2 separate regions of the Salmo salar genome follow, and region 1 is linked to region 2. A link is a contact called in public Hi-C data. All regions are on one chromosome and are shown on one strand. The core of a region is the stretch at or near the end of the contact, and the rest is flanking DNA. Distances in the headings are between cores, read along the strand shown. Region 1 holds the start of LOC106605232 (sodium channel subunit beta-1). Region 2 overlaps LOC106605233 (sodium channel subunit beta-1).

Region 1 (6,458 bases), core at 185-2,684, 36 kb after region 2:
TCCTACCTCCCATTTGATGAATTTCCCCCATTTCGATTATCTTGCTCGGCTTCGAAGACAAGCCGAGCGACAGTGCGAGGAGCGATATTAAAATCCACTTTTTCACAGGATCCCATCAGCAGCATCCTTTTGAGATGTAAAACCCTCCACTCCTGCTGCCAATACACCAGGCAGCTCGCCGAAATAGACCTGACTGACAAGATAGTTAGCTAGCTAACCAGCCAAACTTCCGTGTTAAATATACACGTAGCTAGCTACTGGTGGAACATAGAAGCAGTCAACGTATTGTTTATTCCGACATTTGCCTAGTTGAAGCGAGCTAACTGTTGGCTAGTTAGCTAACAACACCATTAGCTAGTTATGCTAACGACGTCGTAAGCCAGCTAGCTACGCACCGGGTAAAGCGGTTCGTTGTCTGCTGGTCTGACGTTAACTGGCTTGCTAACGCTAGCTACATTGCTTGCTGGTATTTATTGTGCTTTTATCTTGTTGTCTTAAACATCGATGATGCGTCTTATATGGGAAACTTTAATGTTTTCCATGTTTGCGTCTAGCACTTTTGCAAGACAGAAAGCGATCGAAGCGGAATCTCAACAGAGCCAAACAAAAACTTTGAAGAGGGGGGCATCAACAGTCATATATATATATTAGTATATTTCCTAACTACTTCTAAAATGGAACATTATGTTCCGGAGCAACGCAAATATATACCTGTGGGTTGATTTTTATCTAAATGCTTTAAAATATTGCTAAATAATAATACATTGTTACATAATAATTTCAAATTATAACCCTTTCCCCAAAACGTGTGGTACAGTCTGGTGACAAGACGCTGGATGACAAATAACGGGTTCTCATGACGATGGGAAGCACTTTAAGCGAATCAAACGAAGCTATATCCTAGTAGGGCGGGCTTAAAACTGTGAAACTTTATTCAGCCACAGGTGACTGAATCAGCGCCATCTCAACGATCAGCACTAGAATACAAATTGCATGGATAGCGCCCACAACAATCTGTGAATCTGTGAATCTGTAATGCCTCTCAATTAATGACTTAATACCATGGGAGCTGTTTAAAACCATGTCCATTAATGCAGATAGAATGGTTTAGATAAAGGGCAGGAATAGGCTTGTTGCGCCCTCTTGTGATTCAAATGTGTGCAGTCACAATAATGATATGCAAAATAATGGACTTAACCACGCTTGAAATTTCACACAGAGGAAAAGTACAACTAAATACACATATTTAAATTATCATGAAACATCCTTGATATTATTGATTAATATAGGTTTATTAGTCCGGATCTCACCTTCATGAGGTAGGTCACAGTGGTCCACCATTGCTGCAACGCTTGTGTGTGTATGCTGCTATCGGCTACTCTCTGAGCTGTAACTGATTAATTTCGGGCCGAGCTGAGAGATGCGATATCCATGCAGTCGAATACTTTGCGGCTGCAGGCGCCTGGGTGAAGGACAGGTCACCTTGTTCTGGTAGAAGACTGAAAGCAAGAAGGGGATATTGACAAGGAACAAGAGCATTTGGTTTCACCACTTGGACATTCTATCAGAGAAACAACAGACAATACAGTAACCTATGTTTTATAATAATAATTAATAAAACGGAGAATTTTAGTAGCCTAACAAGATGTATGTATAAATGTATAATATTTAGGTTAATATGAAAGTGCAATGGTCAACAACAGGTCAATGTTTGTGTATGACATCTAGACAGGGACAGAGACATGGACAGTGTTCATGCACGTGACAATATTTACTTACAATATGCTCTCTCTGCTCACCCTCGTTTCCATGTGTAGGCATATATTGTATAAGTACCTGTGTAACTAGGCTATAACGTTGTTGTCTTAGCCGTTACCTCAAAAAACTTGTGAAAAGTTTTTCAAGAAAAAGACTGCTCAGTCTACATTTTGTCTACATCATGATTGATACTTCAGGGACATATGGCCTACAGGGCTGTATGTAAAATGCAAAGAAATATCAAATCAATAAAATACGTTGGCATGTTCGTTTGTTACATTTCATATGATAAATAAACTACTTTAAATTTAAAATCTATCACACTATTATAAGTCCATACCTGAATAATCTTTGGTTTACATCTTCGCGCTTCGTGGTAATTACACCCGGTTATAAACACCTGGACAGCTCCAGTTCCATGGTGCCAACGACTCAACGAGAATCTGAGTTTATGCCTGCGCAAACCAGGTCACGGAGAGATGTGTTGCTGAACGCTTCCCTTCACAGAATGGGGAACTAGAAATCAGATCTGGGCTAAAAATAAAAAAACATCAGCATGTGTGGTTTGGAATAAAGAGAGGGGAGGTGTGTGTGTCCTATACAGGAGTGGTGAAAGCAACATAACAAATGGATACCCCCCCCCCCTACATCAACAGGCATCAGTTTTCATACACAACTGTAACTGTGTTTATCATGACTCCATTTTAGCTTTAAAGCTTTAATGTTGTCAACCCTCAAGGTCTAAGTAAACCTGTGTGTGTGGTTGCATCACATGATCATTTCCTGGACATCCAGAACATACAAATAAGACCTAGACATTCCCTGACAGAGATGAATTGCAACTCTTGTTATTGCGCATATCAAATGACTGTACATCATAGAGCACATTTCATTAACCAGCTGAGATTTCCTCACATAACAAATACATTTGAAAACATGTGAGGTAGACATGTGTACATACAGACAAGGTAGCGAGGTGATGGACGACATGTTATTAAATCCTCATATGCTATCTGCTCCTTGGGTCTTTTTGCCATTATGTTGTCCTTCAGTCATCTCTTTTGTTGACCTTGCCTTCTATTGCAATAGCCTTGTGTTTCCAAGTCATTTGGCATTGAATGAGCTTCAGATTGCTGATAACAGATATCTGATGACATCTGATACATCTTGTTGATGCTGAGTCAACCCTGCCTGTGCATCAGTTGACAGTTGAAGAAAATGTTGCTTTTGCCAAGGAAGTTATTACAAATATAATAGAATATAATAACTTCATTTTCCATCCTACTTCTGACACTAATGGGAAAGGCCAACAATGACAAATACATGAATTGATTGTTTGATATTCTGGAACATTATAGAGTTGTGCATCATGTGTGTCCTATAAGCAAACTATAGACAGGCACACATTTGAATACACATACGCATGTCTTTATCTTGCCTCATTTGCTTAACAAATTTGACATTATGTCACATTTCCTGGTCAGTGATAGTAAACTGAATACTTATTTGTTGATTTTTTTTCTTTCAACTTAGAGTGTGGACAAAATGTTTATCAAAATAATCATCCTTCATAACCAAACTGTTAATTGGCCAATGTGCATTACAACTGCAGTTTCGTTACTGCCTATAGGGTCCATCTATTCTCAGAGATTAAAACCAGAATGATCATTGACAGACCATTCAATCAAAACCATAGGCCACTGAAAGAATCCAAACAAAGAACAATTGAATTGATTGATAAAATAAGAATAGGTTGTTGGTTAAAACAAAGCTTCAAAGTTGTGTGCAAAAAACAGCCCCATATGGTAATTAGTTGGCTATGATTTGCATTAGAAAGGTTTGGTTGGCTTGGCTATCATGCAATAGTACATTGATTTCAACTTCTCTTTCGCCTTGGCCTGGGTGCGCTAAAACTGTTGGACATTCAAGACAGGCATGTATTCACACGGTCTAAAAATAGCATTGTCAAATACGAACTCATACTGTGTAGACTAGAGTGTAGGCTGAAAACTGCATCGATAGCTTCTGTATTGTTATTATTCGCGTAGCTTGAAGCAAATGAATAAATAATAGACTCCGATTAATTGATAATCATACATAAACTTCAATCCGTTTTTATCTGAACAGTTATCAATTGGAAATGTCAAACCAACTCTGATTAAGCGGAAATCAGAACATGCCAGAATAAGGTAGAAAAAGTATTGAATAACAATGGCGAAGTTAACAACATAGCAACCTATTGGAAATTAGTTCACTCCGTTTCATGCAAGAAGAAACTCGTGGGGAGTAAAGCAAGAAAATAAAAATAGGGGGATTTTATTTTATTCATTTGCTGACAAGAGTTTTGGAAGAAAAATGATACAACAGTTATTATCGTCACTCCTGGTCTTTGTTCTTTGTGGTAAGTTTTCCCTTAAAAAAAATGGAGACCAAAAAGATAACGAATCAGCCTGCATAACATATTATAAGGCTATGGCCTAATGCAAAAGTCAAGTGTGTACTGCTGTTATAAAATTATATGTAGCCGACAAAAATTGTAAATATTAGCTTGGTTATTATATTATACATAATTCTAATTATCAATACGATGTATTGTTCCTGATCATCTTAGTGTTGTTGTTATTTATAACCCCATTGATCTTGGGCGAGTATTTCGTCATCATGTCAAACTGCTGTCTAATTCCTTGCTCTTCTCTCTTCTGACCCCAACTCCCCACTCCTCTTACTCTGCCTCTGGCACCATGATCCCCTGGTTACCCAAGTGCCACATTGTCATGGGGGCTGTGCAGAGGTGGACTCCATGACAGAGGCGGTGGCCGGGGAGAGCTTCCTCATGGGCTGCATCTCCTGTAAGAGGAGAGAGGAGGTCCCGGCCTATACCACGGTTGACTGGCACTTCAGAGCCACAGGAGAGGAGGAGTACATCCATGTAAGTAGGCCTACTACATACTGACTAGCTGTAAAGTGTATTATGTATTAATTAGTGTGTATTATGTAAGTGTATAATGTTTTTGTAAAGTGTAATGAGACTTGTTAATTGCACTGTAAATAAAATGTGACTTGACTACCAAGACAGTAGAAAGGCTAAAAATGACAATATGGAACAATTTGGTATAGAGGAATGCATGTGTAATACCATGGGTGAAATATTACGTAATTTATAATCTGGGAGTGTATTAACACTGTGTGGGTGTTTTACTTTCTTTTAAGATCTTTCACTATGACCACCCACACCCCAACACCCTCCATGAGGACTTTAACGACCGGCTAGAGTGGCAGGGAACAATGGGGAGCAAGGATGTACAGATAGGAGCCATCTTCATTCACAACGTCACGTTTAATGACACAGGCACCTATCGCTGCACCTTCCAGCGCACCCTATTCCTCCCATTGGATAATGAATATATCACAGTGGAAAAGGAGGTGGAGCTTACTGTGGTGGCCGAAGGTAATGGGGATCCCTCCCAGTGAACAATGTTTCTGCCATCTATTGCTTTTTAAATCAATCTCTCTTTAATGGTCTTTGTTGTGTATGTGACAAAGTCCTGAAGTTCTTCCTTCATGGTTTTCACAGTCTGACCACGCTGTTTAGACTCTTTTCCCTCTTAGTAAAAAAACAATGCATCTTATGTAACACACGTTTATGTGATGATATGATGAATCCAAAAATACTATTAAATATCCACATTTCCTTTTCTTACGTCCTCATCCATACCTATTTAAAAATGAGGCCCATTAACCATCTACTTAAAAGTATTTAGATTCACCTTGAACTCTACATGCGCTCTATAGAAATGAATGTATACAGTAACGTACACATGATCTCTGCAAAGCACTCCCTCTCCTCCTCCTAGCCAATCGGGAGCTGTTGTCGGTGGTGTCAGAGATCATGATGTACGTGCTAATTGTGGTGCTGCAACTGTGGATGATCGTGGTGCTGATCCACTGCTACAACAAGATCTGGGCTGAACACGAGGCGCGGGATGCCCGCAAAGCCCTGAGGGCCCGAAAACTGGCCCTAATAAAAGAGTAAGAGCCAGTCTTAAGTATTTGCTCATTTATACTTTATACTGTGCAAATGTGCACACCATAGAGATAGACATCCTTTGATTCACAAATTACACTATGGTACATATTCTCCATTCTACTCTATACCAGATACTGTAACTTCACTTTCTATGTCATTATTTCTCTCTCGTCATCCCTCCATCTCTTTTGCTTCCTGACAATTAACTCAGTCTATTTTTTGACATTTCCAGACCTTTAGACTCAAAGGACAATTGTGATGGAGTGCTTCTGGAGTGACTTGTTTCAGTGAGTTTGTTTTGAAATCCTCTCACATGATTGAAAGTGTGATTTTATAGACTTGATTGTACCATAGATATGACTGTGGACCGCTGACTGCAGAGAATAAATTGAATTACTTTCCCCATTCTAAATTAGGACACATTTCACTGCAATCCTGATGTATTTTGTTTGTGTGTATCTAACAGGTAAACATCAAAGGTGGAGAACTCTGTCACAAGCAACTGTTACCACTACACCACAAGGCTATTATATCATAGAAATAGAATTTGAATGTCTTAGCCTAGTGTGTAACACATGCAGTTTCCAATGTACTTGATTTACTGTACGAGGTAGTTGCAGCTGGAGTGAGTGGTGATTAGATTAACAGGTGGTGCCGAATAGCCTTAGTGTGT
Region 2 (6,337 bases), core at 3,731-6,230:
TCCCTAAATAGTTCTTGCATAGTTGGACCTGTGCTTTGGGTCATTGTCCTGTTGAAGGAGAAAATTAGCTCCAATTAATCGCCATCCACAGGGTACGGCATGGTGTTGCAAAATGGAGTGATAGCCTTCCTTCTTCAAGATCCCTTTTACCCTGTACAAATCTCCCACTTTACCACCACCAAAGCACCCCCAGACCATCACATTGCCTCCACCATGCTTGACAGATGGCATCAAGCACTCCTCCAGCATCTTTTCATTTTTTCTGCATCTCACAAATGTTCTTCTTTGTGATCCGAAAATCTCAAACATAGATTCGTCTGTCCATAACACTTTTTTTTCCAATCTTCCTCTGTCCAGTGTCTGTGTTCTTTTGCCCATCTTAATATTTTATTTTTATTGGCCAGTCTGGGATATGGCTTTTTTTTGCAACTCTGCCTAGAAGGCCAGCATCCCAGAGTCGCCTCTTCACTCTTGAAGTTGAGACTGGTGTTTTGGGGGTACTATTTAATGAAGCTGCCAGTTGAGGACTTCTGAGGCATCTGTTTCTCAAACTAGACATTCTAATGTACTTGTCCTCTTGCTCAGTTGTGCACCATGGCCTCCCATTCCTCGTTCTATTCTGGTTAGAGACAGTTTGCCCTGTTCTGTGAAGGGAGTAGTACAAGAGATCTTCAGTTTCTTGTCAATTTGTCGCATGGAATAGCCTTCATTTCTCAGAACAAGAATAGACTGACGAGTTCCAGAAGAAAGTTCTTTGTTTCTGGCCATTTTGAGCCTGTAATCGAAACCACAAATGCTGATGCTCCAGATACTCAACTAGTCTAAAGAAGGCCAGTTCTATTGCTTCTTTAAATCAGCACAACAGTTTTCAGCTGTGCTAACATAATTGCAAAAGGTTTTTCTAATCATCAATTAGCCTTTTAAAATGATAAACTTGGATTAGCTAACACAACGTGCCATTGGAACACAGGAGTGATGGTTGCTGATAATGGGCCTCTGTACGCCTATGTAGATATTCCATTAAAAAACTGCCGTTTCCAGCTACAAAAATCGCTGAAGCTGGAGACTTATATTTCCCTCACTAACTTTAAACATCAGCTATCTGAGCAGCTAACCGATCGCTGCAGCTGTACATAGCCCATCTGTAAATAGCCCATCCAATCTATCTACCTCATCCCCATATTGTTTTTATTTACTTTTCGGCTTTTTTGCAGACCAGTATTTCTACTTGCACATCACCATCTGCTCATCTATCACTCCAGTGTTAATTTGCTAAATTGTAATTACTTCACTACTATGGCCTATTTATTGCCTTACCTCCTCACGCCATTTGCACACACTGTATATAGACTTTCTTTTTTTATATTTGTTATTGACTGTACGCTTGTTTATTCCATGTGTAACTCTGTGTTGTTGTTTGTGTCAAACTGCTTGCTTTATCTTGGCCAGGTCGCAGTTGTTCTCAACTAGCTTACCTGGTTAAATAAAGGTGAAATAAAATGTAAACATTTTTACAACATTAGCAATGTCTGCACTGTATTTCTGATCAATTTGATGTTATTTTAATGGACCAAAAAATTAGCTTTTCTTTCAAAAACAAGGACATTTCTACGTGACCCCAAACTTTTGAACGGTAGTGTACATGCATACATACATACATACATACATACATACATAGAGACCTACAGTACTGCTTTAATGGACCTGCATTTGGATGAAGGATTTTTCTCCTCAAGAGAGGAGAGGTCAAAGACTTCCAAGAGCTAAATTGCTTTCATAATCCTAAGTAATATTTTAAAGGCTTCCACAAAGGTTGATACAGTGTCTCTAGAATGTTGGGTTTAGCAGCAAGCTTAGTCAGCTCACCCACTACTTGAGGTCATTCCACCAGTTCTAGTTGAGATTAATGTTGACCTTGAAAAACTGGGCCATTTCCAGTGAAACACTGAACCTTTGTGGATGTCTGGGGATAATTGTATCATCTTGTTTTCTAGGAGGCATCAGACATTCAGAAACCTGTATATTTTCATTGAAATAGCTTCTAATTAATTAATAATTAATTAAGCCCAAGGCGGTCTCTTTCTTAACCCCTCCTCTCATTCTCTAGTGACCAGGGGGATAGCGTCCATCTTGTCTGAGGTGATGATGTATGTGACCATCATTGGGCTGCAGGTATGGCTGGTGGTAGAGATGATTTACTGCTACAGGAAGATATCAGCACAAGGCGAGGAAGCATTGAGAGAGAGCGCGTGAGTAGACAAACAGGTCCAATTCATCGCAGACACATTCGCACAAGAGCACCCACTTTTTCCTCAATCTTCCTCTGAAAATATTATTTTCTTGCTATGTAATTTTCTAGCTAAAACTGCTACTTTCTAACTGCCCCTCTCTCTTATTCCTCACCTTCTCTCTCTTGGTCTCTATCTCTGTCTCTCAGGGCGGAGTACTTAGCTATAGCTTCGGAGAGTAAAGAGAACTGTGCAATGGTGGCAGTGACAGAATAGCACTGGTAGGTTTCCCCTACTACTAATCCAGAACTGGACTCTTGGCCGTTTGTTGTCTGTTCTTTCCTTTACTCTTGTTCTGTCACTGATGCGAACTCATAATATCAGCACCCAGAACCAAATCACCTACATTTGAATTTTAAAGGGAAAGTTCAGGATTTTATAACTTGATATTAGATGGTTTCTTCCCCTAAAATAAATCCAGGAGACACTTCACCTTCAAGGCAGTCACAAGGGACTAGTGGACTCATGGCATCTCCATGTCCTTACAAGTTGTTTTCATTTCAGGTTAAAGAATGGCTCCAAACGACGAATAGCTCTCGATAGCCCTTCAACACTCCTCCACTTCACCCTTTCTTCCAGACTTCCATTATGACACCAACGCATTACCCCATCCAGGAGGACAAGCAGCCAAGAGGCCTGTCCAGAGAACAGATGGATGAGAAGTGAAACAGCCAATGAAAAAAAGGACTTCACTGTATTTAAAAGCAAATTTACAGCACGAGTGTACTATCTAGCAGTTCTATAATAAAGAGAGTTGTAAATACAGTATGTATGCTTAGTTACGCAATCCAAATCTTCATTGTAACACTCCTACATTATAATAAGTTAGTTCATACATAGCATTGTAGATTAAGTAGAGCTGCATGTTTACTGATACATCATAACTACTGGCGTTAATGTTTCTAAAGGTCATTTTCAGGATTCTAAAGTGTGCTTGTACGAAAGCAATTAGAGGTCAGAACTCAACTGCAATCTTGCCCAATGGTTTTAGTAGCCTGTCTTGATCAGACCTTCCATGGCTATTTATGAGCAGATCCAGACTAGCCTACCGGTATATTCAAAAACATTCCAAGAAAACTTTAAGTTATGCATTCGGGTTAATGAAACGAGTATCCCGAGGAGTAGTAGCCTAACACACGGTTGACTAGCTGGGAGTAATGGATTGTACACATCCAGAGCAGCTATTCCTGGTTTGACAGCATCTGTCCACCTGTTAAAAGGTTAAAGCATAAATGTTCTAGTAATGTTAGACGTTTTTTTGGGGACGTGGATAACTCTCTCAAACTCCAAAAGTACATTTAGCACATTAGGATCAGGGCAAATTCACTATCCAGTATAGGACTCATGTCTGCACATACAGTAGATAGAGAAGGACTGTAGCTAACTATCTATCAACGCTAGGGAACCATTTTCACGTGACCGGTTAGTCTCATTGAGATTTTGCGAGTGAAACGGATGGTTGTGATTTGATGTACATTCATTTGGACATCAGCTTGTGAGGGTTGCTTGTCAGACGATTTAAGGTAATCAACATGGTCAATTCCTCACAAAGCTATAATTATCCATCAATGTATCCTTCTAGAAAGTGTCACATTATAGCAGTGCCAGTTAAAAATGTTTAAACTATCGTTCTACCGTTGTGACTGGAAACCTCAATATGCAACATCCAGTCATATATTTATTACAGTATAATTGCATTCTCTCCATATTTCATTAATGCTTTATTTGCTAGATTTTCCTTACCATATTTACAACAACCAAGGGCTTGTGATATTAGCTACCATTTTACTGCCGTGGGAAACTACCATAATTTGTCCAGTGTGCCTAGAGGAGGAATGTCTGACTGGTCAAAGACCAATCCCCATGGAGCAGAATACAGTGAGCTGCTATTGGAAAAAAACGGACATCCCTGTCATTCTTATTTGGCAGTCAATTCTGTATTATACCTCCAGGGGCAGCATAACACTGCCTAATGTGGACCGCAATCTTGCACACATACTTTCTTGTATAATTTCATTGGGATCTGGGTTTAACTACTAAGGGGTCTGGGTTTGCTACATTTGAAGTACGGAAAAGTGAAAGAATAATAGGATTGTTATTGCATGATAACTGCCACACGTGAACAAATTCATGTTCAAGATAATGAATTATTCAAAATTCCCTTTAAAAACCTTGAAGCTGATTTGGTCAGATTAGAGATTCTATTCACCTTTCACGGAACTTCTACATTCAATAGCGGAATATATGTTGGAAGAAAACAGGCTTAGAATAGGGAATAATCAACTTCTGCTGTAATTTAAAATGTTCACTGAAGAGAGCTGATCCAGTATACACTACTGTTGAAATGTTGCTTGCCGAAACGGTCAGCTTTATACCATAATACAATTGTCATGTGAGAATGGAGTAGGCTTTATGTCTGGTTTATTAAATCAAAACAATTTCTACCTTGTCAGATTTTTATATTTGGGGAAATGTTTGTGGGAACTTTTCGCGTCTCTGACAAGACCCTCTTTAACACGCATACAGACAGACAAAGACAGAGAGACAGACAGAGTGTAATAATATAATCTGAAGAGCATAGGGGCAACTGAAGTGTGGGACAGAAATGGCCTGTTGTTCTGGCATGCAGTCACATGTTTGGCTGTCACTGAGCTGTGGCTAACCTCATGATAGAGTACCTGACTGGAAACTGGTGATGTGACATTTCCAGGGAACTGACAGGCTCACACAGTCAGGAGGATCAGATATCAGATAATGTAGTCTGTTGACTGTGGCGTTGTCCATGACCGACTTCGGCTGTGGTCAAACACAAACTTTCCCTTATGACCTTTTAAAACCACTGGTATTAAATATTTAATTGACAGTTTCCAAATGTACTTTAACATAATGTATAAGGTGCCTGAGTGTGGCCTTACAGTTAAGGGCCCTATACTCTGCACATATACCTTCTCCCACCCAATCTAGCTTTGACTCGACCGATAGTACATTTTTCGTCAACGTAGCTTTCTATGCCTGTGATATGTGGTTGTCCCACCTAGCCATCTTAAGACGAATGCACTAAGTTGCTGTGGATAAGAGAGTCTGCTAAACGACAAACGTAAATTGTACGTATCCTAGCGACTACCAGCCCTACATCGCATCTCCCTTCTCTCCGTCTCTTAATTTCATACCGTCTCTGTTCTTAACACAGGAGAGTTCAAGTTGTCTCCAAGTTCTCCATGAACTAACGTGTCCTCTGAAGCTTAGTGGGTACAGCATGGTGCTTGCAACGCCGGAACAGTAGGTTGGACTCCCGGGACCACTCATAGGTATAACGAATGCACACATGACTAAGTTTCTTTGGGTAAAAGCATCTGCTAAATGCCAGATATTTTTCTGATATATTATCTAAAGAGGGGAAGCGGTACAGGTGGGAGTCACCTAATGACCGCCCTTAAACATATAGGTATAGCAGGGCAGATCATTTCCTGTGACATTAATAGATGGGAACAGTGTCTCCTGCTCCTTGGTAATGATGTAGGCCAGTAGATCAACTGTGTTTGTAGGTCAATCGACAGTATCGATCTACATGGACTTTGTCTGAAGTCGCCGTTATTGGCAGACATCTAAATCAATGAAATGCTTTGCCTCAACAGGTCAAACCAACAGATCAGCTTGAATTTGGACACGCTGGGAAGTCAGAAAGATGACATAATTACACCGACTGTTTTTTAATACTTTTTTTAGTTCAACTTTATGAAAATGGTTGATGACACACACATTTAAAAAAAATAAGACTCCAATGAGTTGCATATTTTAGAACTTTTCATTTCTCTCCAGGGCATTGTGTACAATCAAATCTTTTACAGTACATTTGCTCCACAGACCCCCCCACCCCCCTTTCCTCCCTGAACCTAATAAATATAGTACATCCTTTGATCACTCACTGTTTGGCCGTGCACAGCAAGGCTCACACACTTACACAGCTGACTTACTCAGTGCACAGGCAAGAGACGGAAGGAGTGAGGGGGGGGGGGGCAGGCAGTACAACGAGGAAAGAGAGAGAGAGG

What was found. A called contact is a pair of places that touch in the nucleus more often than the background predicts.
Region 1: a contact with region 2 is called in a Hi-C map of muscle, with 5 times the contacts expected there. The contact joins the promoter of LOC106605232 here to the enhancer-like site in region 2. A contact is called at or near these places in 3 of 3 Hi-C or Micro-C datasets (blood, gill and muscle).

Annotation. Positions count from the first base shown.
Region 1 is chrssa05:56,707,250-56,713,707 of Ssal_v3.1, forward strand. It overlaps LOC106605232 (sodium channel subunit beta-1), which reads left to right and starts at 1,435. Exons shown (of 6, transcript XM_014200654.2): 1 at 1,435-1,587; 2 at 4,521-4,687; 3 at 4,969-5,206; 4 at 5,613-5,787; 5 at 6,018-6,072; 6 at 6,252-6,458. The coding sequence starts at 1,587. The coding sequence ends at 6,063. It overlaps LOC106605230 (protein Aster-A), which reads right to left and starts at 2,252. Exons shown (of 22, transcript XM_045718400.1): 1 at 2,099-2,252; 2 at 1,311-1,499.
Region 2 is chrssa05:56,667,476-56,673,812 of Ssal_v3.1, forward strand. LOC106605233 (sodium channel subunit beta-1) reads left to right here. Exons shown (of 5, transcript XM_045718399.1): 4 at 2,108-2,249; 5 at 2,793-4,730. The coding sequence ends at 2,880. LOC106605230 (protein Aster-A) reads right to left here. Exons shown (of 22, transcript XM_045718400.1): 22 at 5,993-6,337. Among protein-coding and RNA genes, the nearest start is that of LOC106605233, 24 kb to the left of the region's middle. Within about 2 kb of position 4,981, at least 1 of the 13 cell types and tissues checked has an H3K27ac peak or open chromatin away from gene starts, as enhancers often do. A contact at or near this core is called in muscle, where this site is marked.